Linked DNA regions of Mus musculus: region 1 is linked to region 2. A link is a contact called in public promoter capture Hi-C data. All regions are on one chromosome and are shown on one strand. Each heading gives the region's core, a stretch centred on a gene start, on an enhancer-like site or on the middle of the called end of the contact. The rest is flanking DNA. Distances are from core to core; before and after follow the strand shown. Region 1 holds the start of 1700007P06Rik (RIKEN cDNA 1700007P06 gene). Region 2 holds the start of 1700023G09Rik (a long non-coding RNA gene).

Region 1 (6,138 bases), core at 3,211-5,710, 200 kb after region 2:
TATTTTAATATAAAATAAAGTTAACACAGACACACTTTATGCCTAAAACTATTTTCAAATTCGTTCTTCTTTGATATCTATTCCTTAATATGAGTGATACTATTTTTAGAATGACTAAAACATTCTAAAGGAACACACTTTTGCTATTCTAGAAACACAAAGTAGATAGACACATGAATAAGGCAAAGGGCAGCCGAGCAACACAGACGTGTGTTTATCTGTAATGGCTTTAGTGGCCACTCAGTCTGGGGTAAGTCTTCAGACGGTTCTTAGGGCGCGTTTCTAGGTCAAAAATGTACTGAGGATGAGAAGGAACAACCAATGTTCGATTAAAAGGATGATCTTGACAAAAAATACCTACATCATATGCTCTCTGCAAAAGATACAAGAGAAGAAATACCATTTAGATTAGTGAGTGAGAGTCTAATTGGAGATCTGTTAATTTATTGCTTAAACTTCCACCACCTTATAGATGAAGTTGTGAGATTCATACAACTTAGTTAAAGGTTGTAATTTACCATTGAAAATCTCCATTGGCCTGAATAACTGCTGGCATCTGTATTAACTTTGCCTATTAGGAATCCTGATCTCCTCCTGCATCTGCACGCTCGTGTATATATAGGCAAGATGGGAGATGCAAATAGACTGAGAGACATGATAGCTTTCTTAAATTATACTTTGCAACTATATAGAGACCTCCTCATGTGTATTCTCTTTGCAATTTAAATCAAATATAGATAGAAAATACATTTTAATTGAATTTCAAATGTATCATTTAAAATCTTCAAGGTGTCAGAATTTTAGGAATTAATATATTAGCTAACTTACCTCAGTAAAAGCAGTTTGCCCCCTGATTCTTCACAGCAAGCGAGTACCCTACTTATTGCTAGAGTAGCCATTTAGTTATTGTTTCTTTAAGAAAAACTTATAAATGTGTGTTTGTCCCGACTGCCACATTCCACGATCTACCTGGCTAAGAAGAATGTTTTGCTGTGAGTCACAAAAGCCCCAGCCACCCCACCCCCAGGTTCTGTGGCACAGTTTCTCCTTTCCCCATTTTTCACAGCCTGGAAAGGCCACTGCCATGCTAGCTTTGGGGACTTCATTTTCAGCAATAATTTCCTAGAGTGACCAACACTATGGGGAAATCTGTGCTAACTGTTTGAAAAAGGAGAAAGAAAAAGAAAAAGCCTACACCTGAGCTATTTGCAGTACTGTCATGCTAACATTCAACTCAATAAGACCCAGAGCTCCCAGGGGGAGACTCTGCTAATAGCTTCCTACTGACCTCCTTGCAGCAGGCTGGGCTGCTGACTGGTGGCCCAGTGGTGAAGACCGCAAATGGGGTGTGAAAGCTGATTTTTTTAAAGGCTATGGTTCTGACTGGTCACAAAAGAAAAAAAAAAAGGCAATGAGTTATATAATAGATATTTTTTTTTCCTGAATTCCCCCCTTCAGACCGTCCATCATGGGAACTTAAGCATGACCTAGAATATTAATTATGTCGGGTTGAGCAATGAGCAAATGTACCATTTGTTACCCAGTCACCCTTAGCCTTACATTAATATTTTGAACTATTCCATATTTCTAACAATCTATCAGCAGGCTTTTTTCTCCTCCGTTTTTATTCTTATGCTTAAGTGCTAGATGGGAAAGTGTCTAAAGGTGCAACTGACCCAAAAGAGAAGGAAGCGCCTGCTTCCCTGAGCACCTGCTGTATGTACTCTCTGGCTGTGTGGGCTGCAGCTCCTCTACACAGACCTTTGTTTCCTGTGTGCCTGAGGGATGCACAGCGTAACTTACTCTGGTCCTTCCTTCCTGAGCTTTCCTCCTCAGCTCGCTTCTGTGAACTGCGGAGACTATGGATCTGGACTCGAACACCTCAGCTTCCCACTGCACAGTCATTCATCTTTCAATGTCAGGCTTCACCATGTAAGAAACTGACATTTGCCCAGACTTGAGAGAGCAGAGGTGAACAGGCTAGCCCAGATACTTCACCTTTTTCTGTTTTTGGAAACTACTGTCAAGTCACTTAGCAAATAGAAGTCACAGACTGGCACAAAAAGAGACAAAAATCTAAAACCATTCTCAGGCCTCGATTTAAAATCTGTGAACACCACTGAATGGTACACGTTTCTCAAAGGAGGCCTACCTAAAGTCCACGTCTCTACTAAACTTGAAACCGATGCAGTTTGAAAGAAAACATAAACAGAACAAAACATAGTAGCAGAGTCCTGACGGCTGGACAAGTAAAGATGAACCTGAGAACTGAGTGGACTACTTGCCATGGAAGGGGCTGCTGGACAACAATGGCAAGACATTCTAGCACAGCGTCAGCCTACGTGTGCTATGGGATTCACAAAACCCCCACTCAGCAAGGAATTGCCCTGCTCTTAGGAGAATGTTGCCTGCCACTGCTGCAGCCCAGGGTGCAGGAGGCTACTGCACACGGGATTGTCCCAGCTGAGGACTTAGAGGAAGCATGGTCATTCCTCCTGCACCTCAGGCTGAACTCATCACTGGGCTCTCACTAAAGTATCTGTGATATGAACATATTGACATAAAGCAATTAAAAATATATACACAAAAGCTAACCATTACTATCTTCGCACACATGCTGTTTGTTTTACTGTGGTTAAGAAAATTCGGGGTCTGGGTAGTCTTAGTAGCTGCTCTGTCTTATTATTTAAAAGCACATTAGCTTAAACCTTAGGAAGCCGATATACTTCCCACAGGCCTCCGTTTGTGACTCTTTGTCACTTTGTCTCTGAGCTGTAGTCCTTGCCTATAACATGTCAGGTCCTAGATTCTGTCCTTACCCCTGCCACCAGAACAGAACAGAACTGAACAGGAAAGAAAAGAAAAGAAAAGGAAAGAGAAGAAGAGGGGAGAGGAGGGGAGGTGAGGGGAGGGGAGGGGAGGGAAGAAAGAAGAGGAACATCGAGGAAAGAGGAAAGCAGACTTCTTAAAGGTGTCATTCAAAGTACAGCAAAGGCCTGTTAAAGCAGACCTGAGACATGAGCACGCCGCCTTCTGAGAGCTCAGGCCTGCACAGCAGCACACAGGGGCCATTTTCCACTAACGTCTGCCTGTGGCTGGTGTGCTCACTTGCTGGCTGTTCTTCCAGAGGAACTCAGGAGTGCAGTACAACTGCATTCAGCCCTGATTCACTAGAAGAAGATTCCAGCTCTTTCCCCGCCCCACAATTCTTCTTGCCTGGAAGAGACTCCAGTACTCCCTGGGGCTCTGCTTGTCTGGAAGAGATCACTAGGGCCCTCAGAGCTTTGGTCAGGGAAAGGTAGAGGTGCAAAGGACGCCCCATAGATACTGTGGTTGCCTGTTTTATTGTGGAGGAATTTTTATTTTCTTTAAGTATTTCTAGAAGGAGAAGAAACAAAGATTTACTATTATTTTACTATAATATGATCAGAAATATTTTAAATAGCTGTCTTTATTAAGTAAAAAAAAATCTTGCTTTTTCAGAAGTGAATTTGCTGTTCTCATCAATATTATGCATTAAAGCATTTCCTGTGAAATGTGGGTTAGAAGAAAGTAACTTAAATACAATATTCCCTAATTAAAATCAATGACTATAGAACACCTACCAATCTGCTCAATCTAAGATATGCAAAGAGATGGCTTTCATCCCATGAAGCTATTCTTAAAAGAAAGAGGTTAAAACTCAAGACTTGGCATGACTGGCTGTGGCATAACTGGCTGATGGTGGGTATCTCCTAGTGCCTGTTATCAAAGACACAGAACACAGTATGGAACTCAGTCTCTGAGGCAAAATTCTCACAATTTGTCCTAAGGCTACATAGAACTTTGTAATAAAAATGGAAGAAAGGCACTGAGGCCAACAGAATGACTGAAGGAGCAAAGGAGGGGAAGACATGGGGCACAGTCAGGGGACATCAATCTGGCCACTGTGGCACAAGGATATTACCAAAATGTTGAGAATTTGAGTTGAATTTGGCCATAATTTTTCAATTTCCTGATTTTTCATATCTCCTTTAAAAGATAAACTTAGGCGAAAGCCCAGAGTGACCACGAAAATGATGGCAATAACTACAGTCCAAAGGGAAATCACAGACAGATGGGAGGCGAGTATGGAGAATCCTAGGAAGTGTGCAGGCAAGTTAACCTGGCCAACAACAAAGAAACTCTTTCAGATAAAGTGGTAGGTGAGGACAGACAACCAAGGCTGACCTCTGACTTCAACATACAGCACATTCGCATGAATATATCACACATACACACAAACACAGAGAGAGACAGACAGACAGACAGAGAGACAGAGACACACAGAGAGAGACAGAGACAAAGAAAGAGAGACATAGAAGGGGGCAAGTTACTCATAAAACCTAAGCCCAAATATGTCATAAATGTGAGAATTCCATTCCATATTCATCCAGTTCCACACCAGGGATTCCAGAAGGCTGAATGCTATGGTAGGGCACATGGCCAGTGTGAGCGGAGAGATGAAGTTGGACCCAGGAAGCACTGCTCAAGCAGCAGTGAAGAAAGCCTCTGAGGCTTCTTAGGAGACTGAGCCTGGCTGAGGAAAGGATCTCTGATTTGTCAAGATAAATTTCAAAACAAGACAAAAAAGCAAAACTGGAGCAGAATGTCCAAGAGGTACGGGCACTTGGTGGAGGTGTGGCATGTCTGTACTGTGAATGATGAGCGAGAATGTGGGAAAGGACCAGAGAAACATCTGAAGTATAATGGCTGCCAATTTCCCTCAGGCTTATCCACTGTCATTGCACCGTGTAAGGGTGCGCCACTACCAGGCCTAGATGCTGTGTGCTCAGAATAAAATCTCACAGTGCAGAATAGCTGAGCACTACCAGAAAGAGCCTGAGCTCCTGTGTGTTAGATTTTGGATTAATTTTGGTCATTGCATGTCCGAGAAACTTTTACTGTTGCCCTTTTTTGGTCCCCATGTTCAGGTACGGTAGCAAGCATGGTTCAAGAACCTGTGCTGAACCATGGCTGAAAGAACCATGATGCTCAGCATGAATGAAGGAAGGCAGAAAGGAAGAGGACAAGGGAGGCGGAAGGAAGGGATTGATGAATGAGACAGGGGGAGGAAGGGAAGAAGAGAACGAAGAAAGAAGAGAAAGAAACTAGAACAAAATATTTAAGGATTGAGGGAAAAGAAGCACTGACTTGCACCGCCGCCTCCCACAAGTGTGAAGGGGAAACGAGCATCTTGGAATAAAGAGCCGTGGATCTGCTGTGTGGTTCCCCAGCGCCAGGGAAGCACTGCCAGGGAACAGTGAGGATGCTGGGATGCTCCAACGGTAATGATTTGGGCTACTGATTCTCCACACAACAGTGCCCGTGAACGGTCCTGTCTTTACCACTTCATGCCATGGAAGCTAGTCTCTCCCTACATATTGAAAAGTTCACCCTCCTGCCACTCACCCACCTCTCACCTGTCGTAAACATCCCTAAGTGTTGTGTTTAGCTGTTTTCATCCCCTATCTTGCCAAGCTTCCTCCCCCATGTGGCTATTTTGGGAACAGGGATACATTCTAGTTAGTCTGAGCATCCCCCTCTAACCTAAGTCTCCTGTCAACACTGTATTCTAGTGAGCGGAGTTCCCCGTGCTCCTCACTCTCCTTTGCTGCAGCACTGAAGACAAGTTTTCAGTCTGGGGTGCAGATGGTGCTGTAGCCTAGGTTAGCCTCTGCCTTCCTCCTCTGGGAAGCAAGCCTGGCAATGGGAAGCAAACACCCCCTCCCTCTTTCCCTTTCTGTGTACAGCGATGGGACTGGTCTCTGTCTTAGTGGGGGAAGCAGAAAGAAGTGATAGAATCCCACAAAATCAAAGTCTTTCTGACACAGAGTCCAGAACTTACAAAGCAGATCTGTTCCATCTTTCTCTGACTGGTTCTGAACTCAAGCAGGGAAGGGTGTCTGGGATTAGGTTCTGAGGCCTTTCTTTCCCTCACGTGCCCAGTTTCTACCCTGATTAGTCCACCACAGGTCCCTGGCAAAGATCCTGACTCCCTCTGCCATCGAATGTCTTGGCATTGCAGATGGTGTTGAATATAGCAACAAATAGTCCATTTTTGTCATTTGGATCATTAAAAAGCATCTTTATTAGTAATATGAATATTACTAATTTAAA
Region 2 (6,048 bases), core at 154-2,653:
TGTCACAAATTCTTGATACAATTGTTGCTTTTAAAAAACTTTCCTCAAATAATATTGCTACCCACCATGGCTTTTTCTTAGATCTATGTTTGAAAGGAATCCCTTTTCCTTGATAAAAATCTCTCTTTGTAAAAGAATTAATAATAGAAGAGGAAAAACTCTCAGAACTCTTAAAATATAAAACATGACTTATGGAAGATGTCTGGTTCCAGACTGGCACACAGGGGGCGAATTTGCTTTGCAAAGAGACGCCTCTGTTTGACTAAAGAGAAAGTTCCCAAGAAGCTGGCAGAAAGCGAGAACCTGTGAATGAAGCTTCCAAAGTGGGTCTCAGACTGCACTAGCCAAAAATAAACCGGTTCCTGGCTGAACGACGTAAGTGCAATTGTGAAATTGATATCCCTCCTTGGCCCGGTCCCAGACAATATGTTGCCTTTCGGGGGCTGATCAACGTGATGGATGTGATCTGGGAAAGCCAGGGAGGGTGCTTCTCCTTAATCAAACCCACTGTCCTACACACACACACACACACACACACACACACACACACTCAGGGTGGGGGGGGTGGGGGGAGAGAGAGAGAGGGGAATCATTGTGGATGAACTCACAAGATATTCAAAGCTCTCTTCTGGGTCTCTAGAAATCTGAGAGGCACAAACCAGAGGCCATGCACGGAGAAGTCTGAGACATAAGATGGCAGTAACTGAACAGCTTAGTTCCTGTCAACATGAAATTCAAAAGTCACTCTAATGTCATAGCAAACTTAGTAAACATATGCAGCTTGGCCTTTTGTTTTCTTCCAAAAAAAAAAAAAAAAAAAAAGAGGTTTTCAATATTCTCTCTGTTTAACAGTCATGACCAAGGTCTATTTCCCCCTTTTATTTTTCCTCATTGCTAGTGATGTTTCTAACATAGATTTTAGTGTTTTGATAATCTGTCATCAAAATAACATCCAAAGTCACAGAGGAAAAAAAAAAAAGTCAACTAAAAATCTCTTGGAAACCAACATTCAGCTTGTAGACCCTGGCTTAAGGAGAGCTGGGAATTCTAAACAGCAGCTTTCTGGGTCTAAAATCACTCAATTCAGACTCTTTTTCCCACTGCTACAAGTGAGAAGAGAAGAGCAGCATTCTCATTTCCTGAGGTAAAAATTCCTGACTCACAACGAAGTGGCTGGCCTTGCTGCTTTCTCCTGCTGCTATTGTAATGACTCAGACTAATTGTGTCTTAAAATTCAAAAGATTTCCAGATTGGCTAAGCCTCTTACACACACACACACACACACACACACACACACACACATTGTTGTCCTGTTCACACAAAATATGCAGGAGCCTGACCATCAGCTAATTACATCACAAGCAATCAGTGAACAAAGACTCTTCTTGCCTGTAGAACGAGCCCTGTTTCAAAGCCACTCCAAGAGGGGAAAGAAATTAGGCCCTTTCAGAGAAGGGATCTGGAGTTTGGGTTTTATTTAACTGTACATTCCATTTCAGCGCTGCTGTTGCCTTGATGTTGTGGGATGTTGGTGGCTGTTATTCCTCCAGCAGCTGTGTGGAAGGAACCCTGGGGCTTGAGGGGGTCCCGGAGCTCATCACGCGCACACTGCTGTGGGAGGACCCACAGCTCTTTGGTGAACTATTGTGATGTCAGTTTTACTCAAACCAGTGGAGCGCTTTGCTCTCCAAGAGGCTTTGATGATCTTAAATTTCTTTGAAGAGCGGACAACCTTAACCTGGAGGACGGACAGCAAACTTCCAGTGCTTTCTGCGCATGGAGATGAGATTATTAGACAGATGCAGATCAAAAGAATTCCCAAGGTGTTCGGCTGTAGCACAGAGAGAGACTTTGGGATTGGAGGTGTGAAGGCTGTGAGGATGATGTGAGGTGGTCTGTGAAGTGATGGGTAAATGCAGGAAGCCCAGCCTGGTGCTGGCAGTGACTGCATCTACCTGGTATGGGAGCAAATCCAACATTAGAGTTTTAAGTGAGCTCGATTTGAGAGGAGGAGAGTTCAACGACCGTTTAGATAAAGCATTCACTAAGAAGAAATGACTGGTACTGAAATTACTTCTGCCCCTTTCTTTAGGTTTTAATGATATTCCTGTTTATTTAATATAATAGTCATAATTTTGTGAGGAACTCATCTTAAAATCTTATTGGGGGGTATTACATAGGGAAAAAAATAACAGGACTACACCATTCCAGGAAACAGAGGTGGTTTTTGCATAAGACCAGATGGACTCAGATCAGGAAAGCTTGTGACTGGCTTATACGGCTGCCAGGCTATTTCTCTGGGGCAGAAGCTGAGAAGAGCCCTGGAGTCATTAGATCCTGGCAAGAAAAGAATAATCTCTGGAATGGTGGCTATTTTCTATGACTATACCTGGTTAGTTCTAACCAGGAATGCTGGTTAGTTAGTCTATTACTTTACTCTGATAACTAGCTTTGAAATTTTAAACTCTGCAAACTGATTATGACATCACATGCCTGGAATCCCAGCACCTAAGAGGGAGGCTGGTACCTGAGGACCTGGGTTTAAGGTTGTCCATAGCTACGTGACTAGTTGGAAACCAGCCTGGGCTACACAAAGCACTGTCTCAGAATAAGGAAAAAAAGAAAACGTTCGTGAAATTTCAAATTCCGGTTAATTAAGACTACAATTAAATTGGAATTTTAAGTATGTGGCTTCTATTGTCCACAGGACTGAAGATATGTTCCCTGTCTCTCCAATGGGTCACTCCAGAATCTGTTTGCTATTCTCAGAGATGCATTTAATTGCACTGAGTTAGGGAGAAAAATCTATTACTCTTTCTTCTTCCCTCTCTCCCTTTTGTTCTGGGACAGGTTTTCAACCTAGTCCAGTCTAACTTGTAACCCACTGAATAGCCCAGACTGGGTTTGAACTTGCAATGATCTTCCTGTCTCAGACTTAGTAAAATTATATATAATTATAACTCATAATCTATCCCACTGGAGGTTGGAAATCCAGAAATAAAAAAATTTCTAAATTATAATATTAATAACAATAAGATTTGTAATTATAATTTTAAGCATGTAATTTTAGTACATGCTTAACTATAAAGAGGGTAATCTATGATATATATATATGTATATATATATACACACACATACATATACACATACATACACACACACACACATGCATCCTAAACATTTGTTAAATACCATATTTATATAAGCATGAGTGCTTGTTTTTACCCCATAGACAGTGCTTGGTACACAACCTGACACAATCACCCTCAGCACCCTCAAGGACCCCGTTTTCCTTGCTTAGGTATCAGACTTTTCAAGAAAGCCCTTGTCTTTTGGGGCATCTTTCCTTCTAAAATACAGCATTGTCAAGGGTGGAAAGGGAAGAGTGTTTTTAGGAGGAAATTTGAAAAGCAATGACTTGTTGTGTCTGATGACAACTTGAAACACAAAACAAAGTCATTAGCTCCTTACAGTGACCCGGCTGACAATTTCAGGGGAAGGGAATGTCTACTTTTCTTTGTTAAAATGTAATCTATAATTCTTTGGGAATTTCATATATGTATACAATGAATTTTAATAACACATTTGCCCACATACCACCCCCTAACTCCTCCCAGATCCACCCTCTAACACCCTACTCCTTTCCAACCTCAAGACCTGTTTTTTAAGTGAACTGAAAACCTGTATTGCCCGTATACTCTTATCTGTGTAGCCGTGTCCTGGGGTATGTCTGACCTACCAGGAATCATCATATCCTTAAAGAAAACTCTTTTTCCTTCAGAAGCCATCAACTGTCAATAGCTGCTTGGTTAGGGGCCAGCACTTCTGGACCTCTGGCTGCGGCCTGGGACACAGAGGTAAGTCATATGCTGATTATCATGACAAATTTCACAGATTTGAAGCTTCAAACTATTTTATTTATTTTGGAAGAATGTTTTCACGGTAGCCTCGAAGTTAAGAACTAAGGAAATCTTACTCTGGTTTGTTTCTTTCCAGGTGTCTTTTTTTAATCTCATTTTTTTTAAAGTGCGCATTTAGAGCTACATTTAGAGGGTCTTGCTTCAGCTACTGTCAAGGAGGCTTGTTAGGAAGTGAGTAAATGTAATAAAAATGCAACTGCACTAAGTGTGTGTCAGCTAATTTGCATGTCTGTGGGTCCAAGTGTGGTGCTTGTAGGGAAACAGCTGTCTGCTCTCTGTTCACATAAGTATGAAGATGAGGTGCTTAGAAAGGTGAATCTCCATCAAAAAGAGCAAACCAGCGCTGGAAGGAGTTTCAGCATCAGCCTATGACTGTGCCAGGCACACAGCATTTACGTCAACACAGAAAGAGAATCTGCTTAGTAAGTTCATTAGATAAAAAGGGGTGCACAACATAGGGGGCACGGTACCTTTACTTTGTGTCTTTCAATTTCATAGACAATTATTTTATTCTAGAAAGGTCACAAATTTCTAAAACTAAATACAAATTTATTGACAAGAAAATGAACTCTGCAAGTCAATTAGCCCCCGCCTCTGTTGTAATGATAATAAATATTTGCACTGTGTACAATGTAAACTATAACACAAAGGATGTCCTAAATATTGAGGACAGCACAAATGACTTAGTCTTCTGTGTCATTCTATCTGATCCCCACAGCTTATATGAGTTTCCAAAACCAGATCTGATGGACTAGAGAGATGGCTCAGCCACTAAGAGAGATGACTGCCCTAGCAGAAGACCAGAGATATCTCTGTTTTCAGCACCCATGTTGGACATCTTAGAACCATCTCTAAATCCGGCTCTAGGTGATCCAATGTCTTCTTCCCAGACTCCAAGGGCACCTGTACTCAAGTGCACAAACCCACATTTTAAAAAAAAATATGTATATTAAAATATAATAAAAATAATCTCAAAAATAACAGATTTGAACATCTAAATTTTTAAATGTATCATTGAGTTCTATCTATTTTCTTCTATCTCTAAAATTTATGACAAAATGAAATTTAACCAACAATCTTTTTCTTAACATAAATAAATAATATGTAAATTTACTTGCTTTGGTTTTGTTTTTCGTTTTGTTTTGGTTTTGAGCCAAATCTTATCGAGAGCAAGTGACCCTTGAGCTCGCCATCTGGCATGACCTCCAGTTGCTGATCCCCATCCCCCACCTCCTGAACGCTGAGATTCCAGTTGCTGATCACCACATGCAGTTAGTTCTTGTCTTGATTCCATCTTTCATATAAGACATGTATTTCATATAAGAAAGAATGATTTAGCAGCAGCTCAGAATCCCTGCGTGGTGGCGAAACGGATCTTCCTATGATGTGTGCTTGCGTAAATGTAGTTATACTGTCGAATGTAAAGAGCCATTGTGATCGTGTCCCTGAGTCAAGCGTGTAAATACTTGTATAATGACCAAGTATTAATAGGAATGTCTGCAAGAACTTTGTACCTATGAGAACTGCTTTCTTTGTGACTGTCCCTCTTTATAAAGTTCCCGAGTCACACTCTAAGATTCTGACTCTGCTGGGGGTGGGGCATCTCTGGGTGTTCCAGCCACTATCTGACTCACATAGCTGAGCATGGCAAAGGTTGCCAAATTCTTATTTGTCCTTCACACGGAGTCCATATTGACTGCTTCAAAAACTCTTTGTATGAGCTATTATTTTCAAATTGTTTCCCAACTTATACTGAAATTGAAAATTGGACAGCTTTTCAATTGCTCTCGCATTCCAATTGATTACCAATACAGTTTTTCAGAATTAGGAATATCAGTCTGTTCTCTTCCTTGGCATCGTGTTGACTGTGTGGCTTTCATTTAAATATTGCAGCATGGTTTGTGGTAGACTCAGTGTTAAGATAACACACAGGCAATCAATTAGATTTATTATCTCTTCTCTGGGCTCTAGGGTGTGTATCACTGTCGGGGGTGGGAGGGACCAGGACATAATGCGGCCGTCACTTCAAGGTCCCCTAGGATTAGTACCAGGACCCAGCGTCCACTGAATTGGATGAGTCTCAAGGTTTGCAGCATGTTCTGTAGGTGGAGGTGGTTGTAATGAAGAC

Evidence for each region. Promoter capture Hi-C pulls out the DNA fragments that hold promoters and counts their contacts.
Region 1: a contact with region 2 is called in a promoter capture Hi-C map of hippocampal neurons, with 4 times the contacts expected there. The contact joins the promoter of 1700007P06Rik here to the promoter of 1700023G09Rik in region 2. A contact is called at or near these places in 11 of 39 promoter capture datasets (the 3T3-L1 cell line, cranial neural crest, embryonic stem cells and 7 more).

Annotation. Positions count from the first base shown.
Region 1 is chr1:187,120,678-187,126,815 of GRCm38.p6, forward strand. 1700007P06Rik (RIKEN cDNA 1700007P06 gene) reads left to right here and starts at 4,461. Exons shown (of 3, transcript NR_040554.1): 1 at 4,461-4,638; 2 at 4,953-5,306. The region is part of intron 6 of Spata17 (spermatogenesis associated 17); the gene reads right to left. It overlaps Gm15509 (predicted gene 15509), which reads right to left and starts at 3,688. Exons shown (of 3, transcript NR_151534.1): 1 at 1,804-3,688; 2 at 1,289-1,383; 3 at 192-373.
Region 2 is chr1:186,925,215-186,931,262 of GRCm38.p6, forward strand. 1700023G09Rik (a long non-coding RNA gene) reads left to right here and starts at 1,404. Exons shown (of 4, transcript XR_865834.3): 1 at 1,404-1,863; 2 at 3,782-3,857; 3 at 4,209-4,342; 4 at 4,639-5,033. All of the region lies in intron 1 of Gm39732 (a long non-coding RNA gene), which reads right to left.